Linked DNA regions of Sus scrofa: region 1 is linked to region 2. The links are chromatin contacts, called in public promoter capture Hi-C maps. All regions are on one chromosome and are shown on one strand. Each heading gives the region's core, a stretch centred on a gene start, on an enhancer-like site or on the middle of the called end of the contact. The rest is flanking DNA. Distances are from core to core; before and after follow the strand shown. Region 1 holds the start of CCNT1 (cyclin-T1). Region 2 holds the start of RIC8B (synembryn-B).

Region 1 (4,042 bases), core at 978-3,477, 1.2 Mb before region 2:
GTGGCTGTAGCGTAGGCTGGCAGCTGCAGCTCCGATTAGATCCCTAGCCTGGGAACCTCCATATGCTGTAGGTGTGGCCCTAAAAGACCAAAAAATGAAAAGTACTAAATGGTAATAATGTGCGACACAACTGAAATGTCATATTCATAAGCGCAACACAAAATAAGATCAAACCATGAACTATAGTATAATCTTGTACCTAGAAAGAGTAGTCTGGTAAGTCTGGCTATAAGAGGAAAGAGAGTCCTATATTGTTGCAGAAACTGCAGAAACCATGGCAGTGGAAGGAGACAAACGGCACTGGGAGATGTGGTAAGCAAGGTTTATTCAGCACCGGTTCGGGTTCAGAGGAGTCACTTCCAGAGTCTGAGTGCCAGGTCTTTGTTCTCAGCAGCTTTCATACCATACAGGGTCTTGTTTTTCCCATGTAAGCAGCCCGAGACCTCCCCCTTCCCAGAGCAGACAGTGTTCCTGCCTAAGAAACCGGGCAAGCAAGGTCACAGAAGCGAAACTGATAAGCAATGCTTGGCGCACCATCAGCAGGGCTGCTGGCTGGGACATAGGGCATGTAGTTGCTACATAATTACAAGAAGGATTCTAAGAGGCCAGCAGAGCTGAAAATGCAGGCAGCTGCTTTTGCAGACAAGGGGGGTTATGTCTCTGAGTTAAATCTCCCACTTCAATATAAATTTAAAAAAAAGAGAGGAGGAGTTCCCGTCGTGGCTCAGTGGTTAACGAATCCGACTAGGAACCATGAGGTTGCGGGTTCGGTCCCTGCCCTTGCTCGGTGGGTTAAGGATCCGGCGTTGCCGTGAGCTGTGGTGTAGGTTGCAGACGCGGCTTGGATCCTGCGTTGCTGTGGCTCTGGCGTAGGCCGGTGGCTACAGCTTCGATTCGACCCCTAGCCTGGGAACCTCCATATGCCGCAGGAGCGGCCCAAGAAATAACAACAAAAAGACAAAAGACCAAAAAAAAAAAAAAAAAAAAAAAAAAAGAGAGGAAAATTCCTGTGTTCTTTAAGGGCAGTGTATTTGAAGGCTATCATTATTTTCACATTATTTTGTATTGAAGACCTACCAGGTGCCATATAGTGTTCTGTTCAGGATGACATTTACCATCACACAGCTAGTAGTTCTCTTGTGGCGCAGGGGGTTAAGGATCTGGCCTTGTCACTGAAGCAGCTTGGCCTGGGAACTTCCATATGCCTCAGGTGCCGCCAAAACGCTCGCACGCACGTGCGGGCGCAGAGAATCACACAATTAGTTAAAAGAATAACTGGGAATTTTTAGGACATTACACTAAGAGAAATAATACAGTCACAGAAAGACAAATACTGTATGATTCCGCATATATTAAATGTCTATAAAGTAGTCAAACTCCAAGAAATAAAAAGTAGAATGGGAGAATGGGAGGTGTCAGGCTGGGGGAAATGGGGAGTTGTTCAATGGGTATAGAGTTTCAGTTTTGCAAAAAAAATAAAAAGCTGTAGATACCTGTTGCATAACACTGTGAATATAGTTGACACTACTGAACTGTACTGAACTGTACACGCGAAAATGGTTAAGATAGTTTAAAAAAAAAGAATAGTGGGGATTTGAAACAAGGCATGGTCAAAAATTCATGTTTGGCAATTATGTTATCCCTGCTACCTACTTTCAAATCATTTTAAGTCAAAGAATATTTCTTTTCTCTGATTTACACAGGTGCCCCTCTTCTGTACTGGAGGGTAGCAAGCCATTGGCTAGCAGTTGCATTGCGTGAAGCCTGATAGTTTCTAGGTCTTTTTCTCAGAAGACTGGTACACAGTCACGACAGCATCAAAATGGAGTCATCAATCTAAGAAATTTAGTGGAGAACCAAACACAGGTCAGAAAAATAGGTGAGGGGAATCTGGGAGAAATAATTTTGGCTATTAAGAAGACAACATAGGAGGAGTTCCCATCGTGGCTCAGTGGTTAACGAATCTGACTAGGAACCATGAGATTTTGGGTTTGGTCCCTGGTCTTGCTCAGTGGGTTAAGGATCTGGCATTGCTGTGAGCTGTGGTGTAGACTGCAGAGGTGGCTCGGATCCCGTGTTGCTGTGGCTCTGGTGAAGGCTGGCAGCTACAGCTCCGATTAGACCCCTAGCCTGGGAACCTCCATCTGCCGCGGGAGCAGCCCCAGAAAAGGCAAAAAGACAAAAAATGAAATAAAAGATGACATAACTAAAAAAGTGCTTATTCAATTAAAAAAAAAGCATGCAACGGAACAAGTTTGAAATCATAATTTTTGAAAATATTGTAACTTCAAGTATTTTTTTCCTCAATTTTTCCAGAATAAAATGGAGCAAATGCTAATTGTAGGCAGTGTATGGCAGAGGAGGGCCTAGAATGGAAGAAAATACTTCTGAGAATGAATTAGAATCAAATTGAGTGGGAGCAGCCTTGTCTAGAAATGACAGAACTCAAAATATTTATTATAAAAGACAAAAGATTTTAATATTACCCAAATTTAATCAAGGTGAGTGTTCCCGAAAAGCAGGAGTACACTCGGCTAGAATGGAGAGAACAATGGAATTAGACTTGATTTTAAAATCTACACTTATAAATGGTGTAGTGTAGGACAAACCACTTAATCTCTCCAAGCTTCAGAGAGATTTATTTTTTATTTTTTATTTTTTTATTGTTAGTTGTTTTGAGCATTTGTTTGACAAACATTTATTGACCACTGGGGCCAGAACTGTACTAGGGAGGTGATAGATGGATACAAAAATGAAAATGGGTTGTTGTTTTTTTTAAAAGGCTGGTATGGTCCTTGCCCTCAGTTTCAATATGCTATAATAAATATTATAAAATCTACTGAATTTTTTTATGTGCCAGGTACTGCTCCAGGTACTTTTAACTCAAATCTTCATTTAATCCTTTTCAGAATCTAAAACGTATATACAGTTGCCATTTACATTTATACAAGGGGCACAGACAAGTATCTTGTCTACGAAGGAACAACCCTCAAGCGTTGGAGCCGGATACATCTTGATAGAGGGCAGAAATTTACAAATTTGTGCATGCGCAGAGTGGTAGTGGAAGCTTTCCAGAAGGAAGGAGCAGTTTAAATTCACCCGATCGCAAAACATAGATTAAAATATTTGGCGCTGTGCCGGTTAAACTAAACAGTATATTTGAGTCATTCACTACTGTGGTTAGTACTAAATTATTACTACTAATTCCATCTTATTCCCTTAAATTGGCTCACCGCGTCGAAGCTTTAGGAGTTTCAAGGCATTAGTTACATATTGTAAAGCGGCTTCTCCAATGGGTAATTTACATTGTTATCAACAATGCAATAGCTTTCCCGTTGCTTTATGGTACGATAGACGATAGGGCTACTCTCTGATTATTTTTTTCAGCTTTTGACAGTCTCACTTATTTCATCTGTCAAGTTGCGGATGTGCCCCATCTTAAGCGGTCACCTTCGCCACGAGCGAAGTTCACCGCGGAACCGCCGAGCGGCGCGTGGGCGGGCACCTCACCCAGCCAAAGCCGTTGCCCCGCCCCCTCGCTCAGGGCGCGAAGGCTCAACCCAGTTCTCGCGGGAGGAGACGTGTTTTTTTTTTTTTTTGAACGAGAACTCCTAACCCCACCTCGTGCCTCAAGGGTCACGTGATTGGCGCCTGCGTCCTAGGCCCAAGGTTTTTCCGGTCTCCTGCTGGCTGTTAACTCGGCTACAGGCCGACTCGAGGCGCTTTCCGGAAGTGGATCCTTTAACTAGCACCCACCCACCCGACGGAAGCGTGTCACAACCTAGCCGTCCGCCCTAGCGGAAGTTCGTCACGTCGCAGTAGCCCCCGCACAGCGGATGTGTGTCGCCGAGAAGGTGACGCTGGGAAGTGCTTGCAGCCTCCGCCGCTGCCTTCTGGTTGAAGCACTATGGAGGGAGAGAGAAAGAACAACAATAAACGGTGGTATTTTACTCGAGAACAGCTGGAAAATAGCCCATCCCGTCGTTTTGGCCTGGACCCAGATGAAGAACTTTCTTGTCGCCAGCAGGCGGCCAATCTGCTC
Region 2 (4,235 bases), core at 281-2,780:
TTGTAAACAATTAACTGCAAGGTATTATTATAACCTAGGGAATATAACTTCCTATTCCATGATCTTTCTAAGAAGGAGATTTTTCAAAAATCTTTCTGACTTTACTATGGATGTAGCACTTAACCTCAATGTCTGGCTCAACAAATATGCTAAATAAAGGTTTGCTGCGTGAAAAGTAAAATCCACAAAAAGACCAAAAGCTCCATGAGCTCAGATTCCATACTTGTTTTTATTTCTAAGTTCTCAGCACCTAGAATGACACTTAGGAGACACTCAATAATTATTAGATGAATAAATGTTTGCGTCCCCCGCCCCAGTTCCTCTTCAGCGCAGCTCAAAAGGGAGAGGCAGGCAGGGGCGGCATGAAAGATGATTTCTGGTAAAGGATGCTTAGAATGGAAAGCTGAAAGTTACTTGGAGACTTCATCCACTCTCTAGCAAATAGCTTGGCAGAACAAAAAGAGCATAGATAGGTCCTAAGTTCAAATTCAGTTTCTAAATTCTGCAGTCTTGGCAAATTAATCTATTAACCTCTTCAAGACTCAGTTTCCTCATCTTAAAATGAGAATAGGATCTCCCTCATAGGGTTAAGCACTAAAATGAAAGCGCCATAATAGCAGGGACTTTATTTTGGGTCCACTGTATTCATACTGATCAGGATTGTATTGTATTGAATAGTGCCTGGCACAGCATAAATTCTCAAATATTTGTTAATTTGTGAGAAATTGACTGAGATAACACAGGTGAAGTTTGTAACAATGTGTGTGCATGCAGTGAACACTTAGCAAATGTGAGCCTCTATCATCATCACCATCATCACTACCATTACTAGTATATCCGTATTATTACATTTCCTGGTCTTTGGGGAAAGATCTGTATTCAAATCTTGAATTACCCATTTACTGGCTATGTGACTTAGGACAAATTACTTAACCTATTCGGGTTCCTTCGGTTCCGCAAAAATCTGTGTTGTGAGAAATCACCTGACTGAAGTCTGGAATCTCGGGGGCACGCGATATATGGCAGCTATTATTTATTATTAAGGCCAAAAAACCGCTGAGTCCCCTCTTATCCGAGAATTGCCAGCAATCTCTCACATTAGTGTGGCTGAATACACAGCACGACCGCAAACAAGGAAGGAAGGAATTTCAGAGACCAAAACCGCTAAACGAGAAAAGAGGGAATGAAACCGGTGTTTGACAGTTCCCACCAAGAGGTGTCAGTTTCCGCGGCTGTCACCTAGTCCGACCAGCCAAAGCTAGAGCCGGACAGTCAGCTCGGTAAGGAACACAAAGGAGGCACAGCCGACGCTCAGACCCTCCCCTTAACGGTCTCCGGGCCGCTGGCCTCAGGCGGCCGCCGGACTCCCGTTTCCGGCCTTCGCAGGACCACAGTTCCCAGCATGCCTTTGGAGGGAAGTCTTTCCCGCGGGATGACTACCAATCCCGGCATGCCATTCGGCACTCCAGTAAATTAGATGGAAGAGTGGGATGACCCCATTGCCCGAAGGGAATTGTAGTCCATACAGCTGCTGGCTCTTAGAGGGGCGGGGAAGAGCCGGGTCGCTCTCGTCAGCTGAGGAGAATGATTCATAGAGGAGGGTCGGGAGAGAAGAACAGTTCTGTCTGTGGAAGCCCACTTAAAAGGCTGGACTCTTCTCCGAGGAAGGGAGAGGAAGGAGAGAAAGTAGGACCTCGGGTCTGACCCCGCCTCTGGCCGTTCGCCAGGCCTCTACCGAGTCCTGGGCCTTGTCGGGGGTGGCCGCGAGGCGCCGGTTGCTGGGGGACCCGTGACGTCGCGGGGTGAAAGTTGAGGGGCGGTGACGTCGGGCCTGCCCGGGCGGAGGCTGGCGGGTTGGAGGCAGAGGGAGGGAGGGAAGGAGGGAAGGAAGGAAGCTGGGAAGCAGCGAGCGAGCGGGGGCGCGAGGCGTTTACCTGGAGGCAGCGGCTTGGGCGCGCACAGCGGCCGCGGCTCCCCCGCACCTGCGGCCATGGATGAGGAGCGCGCCCTCTACATCGTCCGGGCCGGCGAGGCGGGGGCTATCGAACGGGTCCTGAGGGATTACAGCGATAAGGTAAAGAGCCCTGGCCCCGGGCATGCGGTATAGCACCCCGGGCCGCTCCCCCAACCCCCCTCGGGCTTGCACACCGCATCTCTCCCAACCCCCCTCATTCCGGGGATGCGCACTGCTCTCCCCCGAAAACGTTTCCGGCTTGGGCATGCGTGTTTGTGCCCCCCCGCTTTTTCCATCCGTGCATCCTGTATCCCCCTGCCCCCACTCTGGCGCCCACTCCTCTGATTCCGGCCCAGCAGCTTGTCCCATGGCCCTGTTCCCAAGCGTGCAAGTCACACCCCCGGAATCCGTGAATGTGTGTCTCCGCTTTGCGCCCTACTCTTGAATGCATAAACGCACGCGAGGCTTCCTTACCTGCATAGCATAAAAATACGTGTGTCTGTGCATCACCACGGCCCTTGACATGCATAAAACGTATCAGCTACGATGGCAGTTCCTTATATATCTACAGCACTGCTGTCTCAAGGCGTGGTGTCTCTTATATGGTCTAACTTGATTCTCAGAATTTATGAGGTAGAGAGCATCCTCCTCTCCATTTTATAGATGAGAAAACCGAGGCACTAGGAATTGAAATGACGCCAAGGTCATGGACACACTGTGTTTTAAGTGGAGGGAGACTAACTACTAACAATACCCGTTGTTTGTATAGCCTTAACAGTTTTCCCATCCATTATCTCATTTAATCTTGACAGCAATCCTGTTTTGCAATTGAGATTCTAGATCTGTTAAGTAACTTGCCCAAGGTCATGCTTGTAAGCTGGGATTCCAACCTAGGTCTTCAAACCATTCATTATTCTTTCCAATTTATAACCCTGCAGTAAAAAGCTATCTTCTTATATATCCCAGTCACTTCTCTGAATGTCTCTTCAAGAACCGTTAGCTCTCCATTACTTTTCCTTCCAGGAATTTTACATGCTGACTTCAAAAGGTAACGTACCATACCTTTGTTCTTCCATTTAGAAGACTGCTTTATAGGAAAGACTGACTACTCCCTTCTGTGAAAACACACCCAACACACCCTAGATATAATATCTTTCTTCCTTTCTTTTGCTTTCATTCATTTCCCCTTCTGTATTTGCTATGTGCCCACCACTGCACTTCCATACATTTGTATTGAGCTGCCAGTATGCCATTTCTGCCCTGTGTGGAGAAGAGCCACATTCCCATTTAATCTTTCCCTATAAGGAAAGTGGTGGTATGCCCCATTTTACAAATGATAAAATTTAGGATAATGTTGCCCTAAGTCCATACAGTCATTGAGATGGGACAGATTCGAATCTAAGTGTCTGACTGCCCTATTACAGTACTATGTATTTCTTTGGGAGGATGCATGGATTCGGTTCGCATCATATCTCAGCTTCTTCACTTTCTGATAGTGTTACTGTTGCATATCTGCCAAATTTTGGAGAAATTCATTTAATGCACAGATGTATGCATTGTGGAGATTACAGTCATCCTTGATAACTGCAGGGGATTTGCTCCAGGACTCCCTCCCCCTTGGGTATCAAAATCCATGGGTAAGTCCCTATATAAAATGGCATAGTATTTGCATATAACCTACACACATCCTCCCTTATACTCTAAATCATCTCTAGATTACTAATAATACTTAATACAGCATAAATTATATGTAGGTAGTTGTAAATATAATGTACATACTATATAGCTAGTTGCCAGTTGATTCATGTTTTGCTTTTTTGGAACTTTATGGAATTTTTTTTCCAAATGTTTTCTTTTTTTTCAAATATTTTTAATCCACAATTGATTGAATTTGCAGAGGTGGGATCTGCAGATACAGAGGCCTTGAATGTCTATTCATTTAACTTGATTTATAATTGCTTTCCACAAAAGATTTGTGGTAATTACAAACTGATTTTCAGAAGAAAGAAATATAGCAAAGAACTTGGCTATTGTGTTGAATCAACTAGTGTTTATTTAGCACTTGTTATATGCCAGGTAGCCAGCAACAAATAGGAACTTTTTTTCTGTAGGGAAGGAGGAGGAAAGACCTCCAATTGGATCTTATCACCTCCTTCAATGTTTCTTCTTCCCTTTGTGGTTAAACTAATTAGAACTTGAGATTTGCTCCCTGCAGTTTATCTCTTCCTCTCCTTGATCTTCCTCCAGGTTGGTTTCCGCTCACCATTCCTGGCCAAGTGCT

The links. Promoter capture Hi-C pulls out the DNA fragments that hold promoters and counts their contacts.
Region 1: a promoter capture Hi-C map of liver shows a contact between it and region 2, with 10 times the contacts expected there. The contact joins the promoter of CCNT1 here to the promoter of RIC8B in region 2. A contact is called at or near these places in 1 of 5 promoter capture datasets (liver) and 1 of 2 datasets of contacts at active chromatin or transcription factors (alveolar macrophages).

What each region holds. Positions count from the first base shown.
Region 1 is chr5:14,806,609-14,810,650 of Sscrofa11.1, reverse strand. CCNT1 (cyclin-T1) reads left to right here and starts at 2,227. Exons shown (of 10, transcript XM_003481561.4): 1 at 2,227-4,042. The coding sequence starts at 3,908.
Region 2 is chr5:13,577,792-13,582,026 of Sscrofa11.1, reverse strand. RIC8B (synembryn-B) reads left to right here and starts at 1,530. Exons shown (of 11, transcript XR_002343919.1): 1 at 1,530-2,074.